Regions from separate parts of the Sus scrofa genome. Here all the other regions are linked to region 3. A link is a contact called in public Hi-C and promoter capture Hi-C data. All regions are on one chromosome and are shown on one strand. Each heading gives the region's core, a stretch centred on a gene start, on an enhancer-like site or on the middle of the called end of the contact. The rest is flanking DNA. Distances are from core to core; before and after follow the strand shown.

Region 1 (3,849 bases), core at 632-3,131, 130 kb after region 3:
ATTGCTTATGCAATTACAATTTGATTAGAAAGATGTTCATTTTAAAAATAATTGATTCTTTGTCCTGTGGTCAGGCAACAGAGATCACGTCAGGCCAAAACCTTTTACTTAGTCCAACAGACTGAAACTTGCAGAAATGTAAGTGAGGGTGGCCTGACATTATTACAAAACTCTGGGAGGAATCAAACAGCGTCCTCTTCCTCTTGGGGAAGTGGTTAGTGCATCCATGTACAGAGAAGTTCGAGGCTCAAAGCGAGGTGAGACACAGGCTGGGGCAAAGAAAGTTTTGTAACAATTTATTTATGTATTTATTTATTTTTTGTCTTTTTGCTATTTCTTGGGCCGCTCCCGCAGCATATGGAGGTTCCCAGGCTAGGGGTCGAATCGGAGCTGTAGCCACCAGCCTACACCACAGCCACAGCAACGCGGGATCCGAGCCGCGTCTGTAACCTACACCACAGCTCACAGCAACGCTGGATCGTTAACCCACTGAGCAAGGGCAGGGACCGAACCCGCAACCTCACGGTTCCTGGTGGGATTCGTTAACCACTGCGCCACGACGGGAACTCCAGTTTTGTAACAATTTAAAGCACGGTGGGTCCCTGGGCTTCCTCACAGCTCGGTGGCTGGGTTCCCAGATCTGGCGTCACAAAAGAGCCAGGTTGACATGCAGGACGTTTTTATAGCATTATCTGGCTCGGAGGTCACCTCCCATCAATCCAGCCGCACTCCTCTGGTCAAGACTTACAAGGACTGCTCAGATTCAAGGGGAAGAAACTGCTGACCTGAGAGAAGACGTGTCGAGGTCCCACTGATTGGGAAAAAAAAAAAAAAAGCCTGTGGATTGGGAGACGGCGTGGTCATTTTCAGAAAGTATAACCAGCAGCCAAACCGCATGCAAAAGAGCATCTGAAACGTATTCCAGCCCCCTGTGCTTCCCAGAGAGACGGAGACGCGTCATTGTCCTTTGTGAAGCCAGTGAACGGTGAGGCATTTCAGGGAAGGCTTAGCAGCTTGGTACCGTCATGGGCAAGTCGGAATCAAGGACCGTGTTTATCAGCCTGGGGTTCTCGTCTCACCAGAGGTCTTTTGCGTCTGTGTTAAGGGTCCTCCAGCTACGTGTGCTTTTTAGGGCCACTCGTGCAGCATATGGAAGGTCCCAGGCCAGGGGTCCCATCAAAGCAGCAGCTGCCGGCCTCCACCTCAGCCTCGGTAGCATCAGACCCAAGCCGTGTCTGCAACGTACACCCCAGCCACAGCAACACCCCATCCTTAACCCACTGAACAAGGCCAGAGATTGAACCCACATCCTCGCGGATGCTAGTGAGATGCACAACCCGCTGAGCCACATCGGGGCACTCCCTGATTATTCAGTTTTAAGTGCTGTGCCTCGAAGCTCTACCCAGAACAGGCCTCCTCCTGTGACCATCACCACGTCCCAAGATGCAGGGGGATTTTGAGGTCGCCTGCCCTGAAGTCATCGAGTCTCACCAAAGCCGTTGCCCCGGCTGCTCTTTTGTTCCTGGAGCCCGTGTTCACCCCCCTCACCGCCCCGGGGCTCAGGTGTCTTCTGCCTCATGCGACCTCTGAGAACTGGCCACGTTGTGACTGTCCCCCTGTCTTGCAGGGAGCCTCCCTGCCTCACTGAGAGGCGGGCACTTAGGGGGCTGCTCTCTCTGTCCATGGTCATTGCCGGACCCTCACCCCCATCAGCGCTTGTTCCTCTGAGACTGTTTGCTGAAGGACAGCTCCCGCTGCCGTGCCAGCTCGAACCGGATGATGCCAGGCGCTGGCCCGTCTGAAAGGGTGGAGAGGCGCCTTCCTGGGATGGACACAGCTGTCCCCCAGGAAGCGGCAGGATCCCAGCTCACTCATGCTGACGCAGCTCCTCGGCCTCTCTGGCCCAGCTGTCCCCTGGCCCTGGTGGACCAGTGACCCTGAATCAGAGCCTCCTCCCCACCAGCTGGAATGTCCTGTCACCTGGATGGTGTTATTTTCTCTTTGGCCTCCCTGGCCGAGTCCTGTGCCCAGACACCCGCCCTGCGGTCAGACTGCCCAAGGCCTGGATGCCGAAGCTCTTACCTTCGTCCCAGCCGCAGAGCAAGCACCTGCTTCCCTGCGAGAATCAGCCCCCAGCAGGCCGCTTGAGACCAGCCCGCCTCAGCCTGGGGAGTGTCCAGGGTCAAGGGGAGCGGCCCCCTGCCCCCACCTCCACCCAAAGCTGTGCCGCAGCTGCACCCCTCCCGCCCCCACACCCTAGCCTTACCCGGAGGACTTGGGTGAGGACTGTCAGGACGGGGGTGACAGGAGGGGCTCCGGCTTGGTTCCCCCATACACTGTCCTTCCACCTCTGGGTGAGCCCCCCGCGGCCCCCTGCAGGCCTCCTGTGAGGCTGGTGGATCCCAGTCCCATCCCTCAGGCCCTGCTCCCAGGGAAGATGTCCAAGGGCCAGCGGGCTTCTGGAATTCTCATTGCTGCCATAGCCTCCCGCCTCCACGGGGCTGGTGTTGGGGCCCCTGTGCTGCTGTCACGGCCCCCTCCCCCGCTCCGAGTGGTCAGGAGTCCGATCCATGACCCCTGAGGCTCGTATTACTGGTCAGGCTGGACCTGAGGCCAGGGCTGGACCTGAGCCCTAATCTGGGCTTGCTACCCCCTCCTCCCCATCCCCAAACCGCCCCCTGCGTCACAGGCCTGACCTCTGCAGGCTCAGCCAGCGGGGTCCTGATGAGGGAGGGGCCGGGGGGGGGCGGTCTGAGATGGACCCTCAGACCAGGAGCCTCTGGAGCGTCCACCATCCAGGGAGTCTTTCTCAGCGTTGCTCGTCCTCTCTCGGGAAGGGAGAAGCAGCCAAGGCTTCCCTGCTCCGCGTGAAGGCGGTGGCTCCCCCTTTACAGCTCCTGTGGGTTGATAGATGCCCCATTTCATGTGCGCCCAGAACCTAGGAATGTGCTCCTTTGGAAATAAGGTCTTTGCAAAGGAGCTGGAGGTGAGACCCCCCGGGGTTAGCGTGGCCCCAAATCCAGTGACTGCTGTCCTTATGAGAGGAGGCCACGTGGACGGAAGACGGAAGGAGGCGGCCACAGACCACGGGACGCCTGGGGCCACCAGGAGCTGGGGCCACAGCAAGGACCCTCCCCCAGAGCCTTCAGAGGGAGCACGACGGACACCTTGACCTCAGCCTTCTGACTCCAGGACTGTCAGACAACGGATTTCTGCGGCTAAGCCACCCAGTGTGTGGTTCGTTGTTAAGGTGGCCTTGGGAAAACCAACATTCAAGCCAGGGTGCACGTGAGGGTGGGAGACAGAGAGGGAGAAAAAGAGAGAGACACACAGAGAGACAGCGAGGGGAGGGGAGAGAGAGGGAAACTTCCTGGTGAAACCACAAGGACCCAGGCCCTGCTCTCCAGGCCACATGGATGCACCCGTGTCGAGTGACCCTCGGTGGCAGCTGGGTCTAGCACCTTGCCTGCCTCTCTCAGAACCTCATCTTGTGCTGAGTCCCTCCGGGTGGCTCTGCGGAGGAGTCTGGGCTGGTCACTGCGGGGGGGGGGGGGGGGGGGCTCCTCAGGGGACCGGAGGAAGGAGGGGTGCCCGTCCAGGTGAATTCCTCATTTACGGACCTGCGGGGCCTGCGAGGCCCTCAGCGTCCCTTCCAGCAAAATCTGCCCACGAAACCGTTTTCCCGCCTGGGGTGAGTCATCCTTTGTATTCAAGTTACCATTTGTGGTTTCAAAATACTTGAAAGGGAGCAAATCCACCCCGAGAGCTGATTGGAAGTTTTTTCCACTGTAAGAATCTCCCTCCAAAAAGACGTTTATTGGCATCGGGAAGTGGTTTATTTTGGGAGGA
Region 2 (3,318 bases), core at 476-2,975, 160 kb after region 3:
CAGCTACTCTCGACTCAACACCCTTCTGGTGATAGAGTCTCCTTGGGCACAACACTCGATGGAGCTGATAACTGCCCAGTTTCCCAGCAAGTGTACAGGGCGAGGTTTGGACCACGGGTGGGCTGTGTCCGTGCTGGAGCTGCAGAGCCCAGGCTTGAGTCCACCTCTGCCACTTTGCCACCTGCTAAATGGGGACGATGAGAGGAACTTCCTAAGACTGTCGCAGTGACTGTGCCACGCAATGCGGGGAGCTGTGACCGCCGTGCACATGGCCCTTATAACCCAGAATTCAGACTGCCCTTTGAATCACTCTGCGTTTGCATTCGGAAAGAAAACTTAACCACTTAATTCGAAGCTGGGAATAAACACAATTCATGATTACAAAAGAAGGACTCCGCAAGAAGGCAGAGGAAGAGGTGAGCTAAGCCTGTGGGTTTTTTTAATCTTCGTGTTTTCTGGCCTTTGTCACCAATTGCATTAACATATGTGCTTGGCACAGAGCAAGTTCTCTGTAGGTGACTGCGAATGCTGTCTTAAATTGCCCCGGGCAGTCATAGCCCGCAAACAGGCAAAGTGCACACTGGGTCCCTCCAAGGAGAGACGCTCCCTTCCTTAGAAGATGGTGTGTGTCAGCCCTCCTCTGAAGAAGTTTTTTCGTGGCTTAGCAGTTGGGCGGCTGAGCTCTTCAGCTCTGGCCCATTCGGACGCAGCCAGGTCTCTGACTGAGACCTCTTGCTCAGGGCCAGTCCAGCCAGGTTGCTTGTTTGGACTGAGTGAGCTGTCCTCACCGTCCTTCCTCCGGGATCATCTGCCCAGATCCAGTTCAGGCTCTGCTGTGTTCCTGACCTTCCTCCCACAGTGTCTGAAACAGCGCCATCAAGTTAAAGCCGAGTGGCTCCAAGGCTTCCGGTCGGGGAGAGTGGGACCACCGCATCCCGGCCGGTGAGGTCACGCACGCGGACGGGCCTCCCAGCAGAGGGCACGCGTGACCCCGGCCGCGCCACGCTCCGGGGCGTCCCTGTCCCCAAGGATGGCAGCAGCCTCAGGAAAATCAGTTCCTCCCCGAATTAGGCCCATCTGGTCACAGATTTAATTATCGTTGTGTTCGGTAATTATTGGCTTGCAAGGTAGCTGAGAGAAGCAAACGTCTCGTTTTCAGCTCCCCCCGCCCCCAACCTCTTGGGGAAAAAAAAAAAAAAAAAACCTGGCAAAAATAACGTTCATGAATTAGAAGATAAAGGATTCCGGGGCTTCCGAGGAGGGAAGAGGCGGCGGAAGGGCCCGACGGCGAGAGGAGCCTGGCTGGGCTCTCGCCTCAGAGGGGGCTGCGCTGGGGACCCGCCGGGCGCCAACGGCTACGGGCGCGCGCGGCCCGGAGGGTAGGAGGCCCGGCGAGCCCTCCCCGGCCGGCGGGCTGTCGCCTCCTGGAGGTCACCGGGCCCTTGGGGCGGGGGCCCAGCACCCGGCGGCGCAGGTGGGGACGCGCGCGCACAGCCGGCCCGGGTGCGGAGGGCGCACGGCGGCGGGCCCGGGCGGGCGCGGGGGCGCGTGTGCGGCAGCCGGGTGCCGGCGCGGCCGGGGGTCGGGGGGCCGGGAGGCCGGGGGCCGGGGCGCGGGGCCGCTCCAGCGCGGCGTCTTTCTTCTCCTCGCAGTGATGTCATCGGCGGCAGCGGCTGGCAGCCGGGAGGCGGCGGCGGGGGCGGCGCCGGGCGGCCGCCGCAGGTTCATGTGCATCTAATGAAAAGGCACTTGACAGTCGGCCAGGACGCACGCGAGGGAGCGCGAGCCGGCCGGACCGCGGCGCCGCCCGAGCCAATCGCCGTCGCCGGCCTCTCCATGGGCGAGCAGGAGGAGGGGGCGGTGGGCGCAGCCGGCCGGGCCGCGGCCGCTCCGAGGTGAACCGCGCCGAGACGGGCTCGCGGCGCGGGGAGGCCGGGCGCGCCGCCGCTATGAATTCCGCCGAGCAGACCGTTACGTGGCTCATTACCTTGGGGGTGCTGGAGTCGCCCAAGAAAACCATCTCGGACCCGGAGGGCTTCCTGCAAGCGTCTCTGAAGGATGGGGTGGTCCTCTGCAGGCTGCTGGAGCGCCTGCTCCCCGGGACCATCGAGAAAGTGAGTGCCCCCCGGCCCGCGCCCCCGCGGCGGACAGGCCCGGGCGCTGGGAGGCCCGGCGGGAGGAGTCCGGGCGGTGGGAGCCCCGGGCGGTGGGAGGCCTCGCGCCCCACCTGGCCCCCGCCGCGGCCCGGGATGCGCGGAGACGCTCGGGCGCAGGGTCGCCGGCGCCGGCACCTGGTGGCCGCGCGGGCCGGGAGAGCGCCGGGCGCCGCGGAGCCCACGCGCCTCCTTTGTGCGCGGACCCGGGAACGCGGCCCGCGCGGGGGGCGCGCTGGCGGCGCGAGGACCCGGTGGCGGGATCCCGCTCGGGGCGCCATTGTGTGCGGTGGCCGCCGGGGAGGGGGCCGGGCCGGGTTCAAGGGGAACGGCCGGGGGGAGGCCCGGAGGGAAGGGGAGCGCTCCGCTCTGCCCCGCCCGGAGGAGGAGTCGCCCCTCTCCGCGACCCGAGCCGAAAACCAACCGCTCCAGCGCCGCGCACAGCTGCCTCGCAGGCTTTGTTTGAACAGCTTTTGTTGGTGGTACCGTGTGAGAGTTTCGCCCTCTGTTTAACTGACCGATTGCGGTGCGTTTTTAAAAGATGCATTTATCAATAGCCGAGGGTGGGCTGTGAAATGATTTGCTGCCCTCCCCGCGGAACAATTCCCCTGTCCCCAAGCCCAGATGGCAGGCGCAGGAAAGCCCCGGCGTTCTTCAAGTCTGGCATAAGATCCTAGATTTCATTTTCAGGTTCCTACCTGATTTTAAACAGAGCCCCTAGTCCTGGAGACGTCTCTTCTATTGCCTGGTGGTTTCCTCGGGGCTGGAGTGTGAACCTTGACCACAACTCTGCGAGGGATTCAAGTTTGCTTCCTCCGGCTCCGTTGACTAAGTAGGGGCGAGCGGGTAGAGCGGCGGATCCCTGTACTTCAAAAACACTGCAATTCTATCCTAATTTTTTTTTTTTGCCAATACATAATCTTAATATCAGCAGTTACTTAAATGGTTTAAATGTAGAAATTAAAGTGCAGACTAATGAGAAATACTATTTAACTTTGAAAAATGGAGTATATCGGCCCAGCAGCACAGTATTAATTTGCTAATAATAAAATGTTAATTAGGTGACTTTAAAAAGTAAAATGTTTAATCTTTTTAAGTTTGCTCATGTTCTGGCATGGCATTTTAAAGGTCAGAAAAGATTTTATGTGATATGAGTTGTGTATAC
Region 3 (3,829 bases), core at 38-2,537:
ACCTTTATTTTTTTTTTTTAATTTATTTTTAGTTTTTTGGCTTTTTGCCATGTCTTGGGCCGCTCCCTCGGCATATGGAGGTTCCCAGGCTAGGGGTCGAATCGGAGCTGTAGCCACCGGCCTACGCCAGAGCCACAGCAACGTGGGATCTGAGCCACGTCTGCTACCTACACCACAGCTCACAGCAACGCGGATCCTTAACCCACTGAGCAAGGCCAGGGATCGAACCCACAACCTCATGGTTCCTAGTCAGATTCGTTAACCACTGCGCCACGACGGGAACGCCCACCTTTATTCTTAAATTCAGATAAACACTACTCATTTTAGAGCCAGTGAATGCAAGGATTAAAAGAACCTCTTTCTTGTTACTGTACTTTAAAATTACGTATATGCGTTTCTCCTATGCAACGTTTACTCTATTCCATATAGTCTCTTCGTTGCCACATAGTGTCACAGTATTAAAGCCTTTTAAGCAGGCTAGTGGCCAATAAATGAAACTTTACCTATCATTTGCTTTACACTGGGCCCAAGCTGGAAAAGTGTGACTCTCTAAGTAAAATAACCACTTTCCCAAATATCGAAGTGAACGTTTCCTGATGTGAGGGTGCGATGAAGGGGTAGAATGAAGATCAAACCCATTTACCTCAAAGTTTTACTCCTACTCGTCGTTTATCACCGCAGCAGCGTTCCAACCCATTTCCAAAGACGACCAGCCCAACTTAGTCTGCACTGACAGCCACATCGCGGACTGCTCTGCAGATCGCTGCTAGGGGCACTGCGGATCAAAACCTATTTTACAAACACTGGCTCGGTCTGAATGACACTGAGTAATTAAGAAACTCTCCCGCGGTCTTGGTTGTCACGACACTGTTCTCCGGACACTCGGGAACTCCACCAGAACGTGATGAACCGCAGAGCATCGATTCAGTCCCAGGGGGAGCGGCCACGGGCAGCAGGGCACCCGGAGCCAGGCGAACCCGCCCACCCACCCGTCCGAGAGACGCAGCGCCGCCCAGGCACAGAGGCGGTAGGGACGTCAGGGGCCGAGGCCGAACTACCTGACAGGGTTAGAGTTGGCGACACGACACCCGCCAAAGGACAGGGCAGGACAAAGGAGGCCAAACGAGTCCTCCGAAAAGCACCAAGCGCGGCGCAGACCCGCACGCCGCGGACAAAGCGGGGGAGGGGGCCACGCCCACAGGCGGGGCCTCGGCCGGAAGAGGCGGGCCTCGCGCGGCCCCGTCGTCTAGGCAACGGGGCTCCTCGGAAGCCCAAATCCAGGCGTTTAGGGCGGGGAGGAGGGGGAGGGGGGCCCAAGGCTGCACAGGGAGAGGCCCCCGGGACCCGGGCGCCCGGACGCTTGCCCCACCACGGCTTGGGTGGTCTTTCGAAGTGGGGGCGCGGACTTTAAGAGAGGATTCCATGGCACATGCGGGAAGGGGTCGGGGTCACCTGCCCTCTACGGGGACCCGGCCTGGCGAACCGCTCCCCTCTCGGGTCCCTTTGTCTCCAAGCCGCTCGGCGCTGGGCTCCGGCCGGCAACACAAAGGGCGGGCGGTGAGGACCGCGCAGGCGCGGGAGCCGCCGAGGCTGCCGGGAGTGGTGGTCCGACTGCCGAATGGTAGGTCTCCGGCGCGGGCAAATGGGCCTCTTGGCCACACAAGTACGCATGCGCAACCACTTCCGTCTTGCCGGGCCAGCCTGGTCCCTCCGCCCCCGGAGGGACGCGGGTTTCTAGTAGTAAGAGCCGAGGGGGAGGTGTCCGTGATCGCCCCGCCTATTCTTTCTCCTGATTGGGCCGCCGGGGTGAGGGCGGAACCTGGATTGGCCCTCGAGGTTGCCAGTCTGTTCCGGGCCGTACTTATTTCCCGGCTGCGAGGCGGGATCAGGAGTGTGGGACTGAGCAAAGGGAAGGAGATGGTGACCCGGGATTGTGATGGTCCCGAGGCCGGGTCGGTTCCAGAGAGCTCTGGGCTATGCCACCTGCCTCTCCCGCAACACCCAGCGGCCATGCAGCCCCGCCCAACGCACTTTGCCTGCAAGTGCGAAACTCCCACTAAAGTTTTCAGCTCGCCCGCTGCCCCTTGCCCCCGCGGCCCCTGCCCCGGCAAAAGTGACAGACAAAGCCACACCCCCGTGCGGCGGGGCCGGTGAGGGGCGTGAATGCGGCGGGGGCGGGGCCCACGGGGGAGGGGGCGGTGGGGCCAGGACGCATGCGCGATGCAGGGGGCCGAATGTTTCCCAAGTGTTTGAAACTGGTATTTGGGTTTTCCACGTTGGACAAGTGCGGCGCGGCGGGCGGCGCGCGCCCCTTCCCGCGCTCGCTCGGCCCCGGCCCCGGCCCCTGCGCCGGGGTGCGCGCCCGCACGCCCGCCCGCGCCCGCCCCGCGCCCGAGGCCGCCGAGCTCCGGCCCGGCCCGCCAGGCGCCGGTCCCCGGGCCCAGGCGGTGCAGCTCGCAGATGTAGCGGCGCGGGGCCGGCCGGAGGGGAGGCGCCGGCGGGCGGGAGCCTTGCATTTTGCAGCGCTGGGCTCCGAGGGGGCGGGGGCCGGAGGAAGCGGAAAGCCGCGCCGAGTCGCCGGGGACCTCGGTGAACCATGTTGAGCCCTGCCAACGGGGAGCAGATCCACCTGGTGAACTATGTGGAGGACTACCTGGACTCCATCGAGTCTCTGCCTTTCGATCTGCAGAGAAACGTCTCGCTGATGCGGGAGATCGACGCGAAATACCAAGGTACGGCGGGATGGATGGGCGGGGGCGGCTGCTCCATCCCCGTCGGTCGCGGCGCGCCGCGGGGCCGCGGGCCGTCCTGATCCCCGCTTGGGGAGCCTCGATCCCGCGGCGGGGCCCTGGCCGGACAGAAACAAAAGGTCTGGAGCGTCTTTGATTTGCGAAGGTCCTTGTGCGCGAAGCCCGGACACGGAGGAGGAAGAAGGAACGAGAGGTCTCAATGCCAGGCTGCGCGAGCAAAGCGCTCTTTGTAGTGAAGTGACGAGGCGGGGTGCTGCGGGGGAGGGGGCGCAGGGGGCGCCGGCTGAGGCGCCGAGGGAGGGATGTGCAGCGGTCGCTAGCTAGGGGCTCAGAGACGGTGCTGCGCGCAGGGCTGCTGGGAGGGCAATGCGGGCGAGGGGTCCGCCGGCCCTGCTCGCCATCCCCGGAACCACCTTCACTCAGTCCCGAATCTGAGTGTTACATAAAGTCCGGGGTCGGTACTCCGCGTGGTGCAGCCCCAGTCGCCCCCACCCAGCCCCCGGCCCTCCCGCGGTGCTGGACACGGAGCGAGGGCCGACGTACGGGGGGCGACGCGGCCGGGTGTAGTTTGCGGAGGGCCAGGGCTTTATTCTGTGCGTGCAGTGGTCAAGGGGAGGGGAGGGAAGGGAGGATGGGGCGAGGAAGTCGCCCATCTGTGCTGTGCTCGGGGGGCGCAGGCAAATATTGTCGACTTGGAGAGGAACATGGCAGGGGAAGAGGACCTGTGGGTCGTTCTCTGCTGCCTCGGCCGCCCAGAATGCCGGAGAGAGACGGAGGGTTCGGGTCCGCTGGGAATTGCTGGCTGTTGGGGAAACTTTCCTCCCAGGTCAGGCATCGCATTGGGGCTGTGTTTGGAACGTGGATAATCACTCCGAGTTTACTAATGTTTACAGGACTGCGCAGCAGGGAAACGGAAGAGTGGGGGGAGGTGGAAAGCCACTACATGCCCCACAACAGACAAGACTCACGCGAGGAAGGCGCCCCTGCGCGCTCTACCCGAGGCTTTGCTTCGCAGCGACTTTTATAGGAGGCTTATTAGCATATTGTGAACGTTCCCCCTTGGCCTTCTGTGATTGGCC

Evidence for each region. Promoter capture Hi-C pulls out the DNA fragments that hold promoters and counts their contacts. Hi-C and Micro-C count contacts between places; a contact is called where the count stands out from the background.
Region 1: a contact with region 3 is called in a Hi-C map of skeletal muscle, with 2.4 times the contacts expected there. The contact joins the enhancer-like site here to the promoter of ING1 in region 3. A contact is called at or near these places in 1 of 5 promoter capture datasets (fetal skeletal muscle), 2 of 47 Hi-C or Micro-C datasets (embryonic fibroblasts and skeletal muscle) and 2 of 2 datasets of contacts at active chromatin or transcription factors (alveolar macrophages and skeletal muscle).
Region 2: a contact with region 3 is called in a promoter capture Hi-C map of liver, with 5 times the contacts expected there. The contact joins the promoter of ARHGEF7 here to the promoter of ING1 in region 3. A contact is called at or near these places in 1 of 5 promoter capture datasets (liver), 2 of 47 Hi-C or Micro-C datasets (liver and skeletal muscle) and 2 of 2 datasets of contacts at active chromatin or transcription factors (alveolar macrophages and skeletal muscle).

What each region holds. Positions count from the first base shown.
Region 1 is chr11:77,398,555-77,402,403 of Sscrofa11.1, forward strand. No RefSeq gene overlaps it. Among named protein-coding and RNA genes, the nearest start is that of SPACA7, 22 kb to the left of the region's middle. Within about 2 kb of position 1,882, at least 3 of the 83 cell types and tissues checked have an H3K27ac peak or open chromatin away from gene starts, as enhancers often do. A contact at or near this core is called in skeletal muscle, where this site is marked.
Region 2 is chr11:77,425,627-77,428,944 of Sscrofa11.1, forward strand. ARHGEF7 (rho guanine nucleotide exchange factor 7) reads left to right here and starts at 1,726. Exons shown (of 22, transcript XM_021065922.1): 1 at 1,726-2,114. The coding sequence starts at 1,950. It overlaps LOC102167979 (a long non-coding RNA gene), which reads right to left and starts at 1,473. Exons shown (of 3, transcript XR_002336778.1): 1 at 1-1,473.
Region 3 is chr11:77,268,985-77,272,813 of Sscrofa11.1, forward strand. ING1 (inhibitor of growth protein 1) reads left to right here and starts at 1,288. Exons shown (of 2, transcript XM_021065917.1): 1 at 1,288-1,621. The coding sequence starts at 1,423. CARS2 (probable cysteine--tRNA ligase, mitochondrial) reads right to left here and starts at 952. Exons shown (of 15, transcript XM_021065916.1): 1 at 644-952.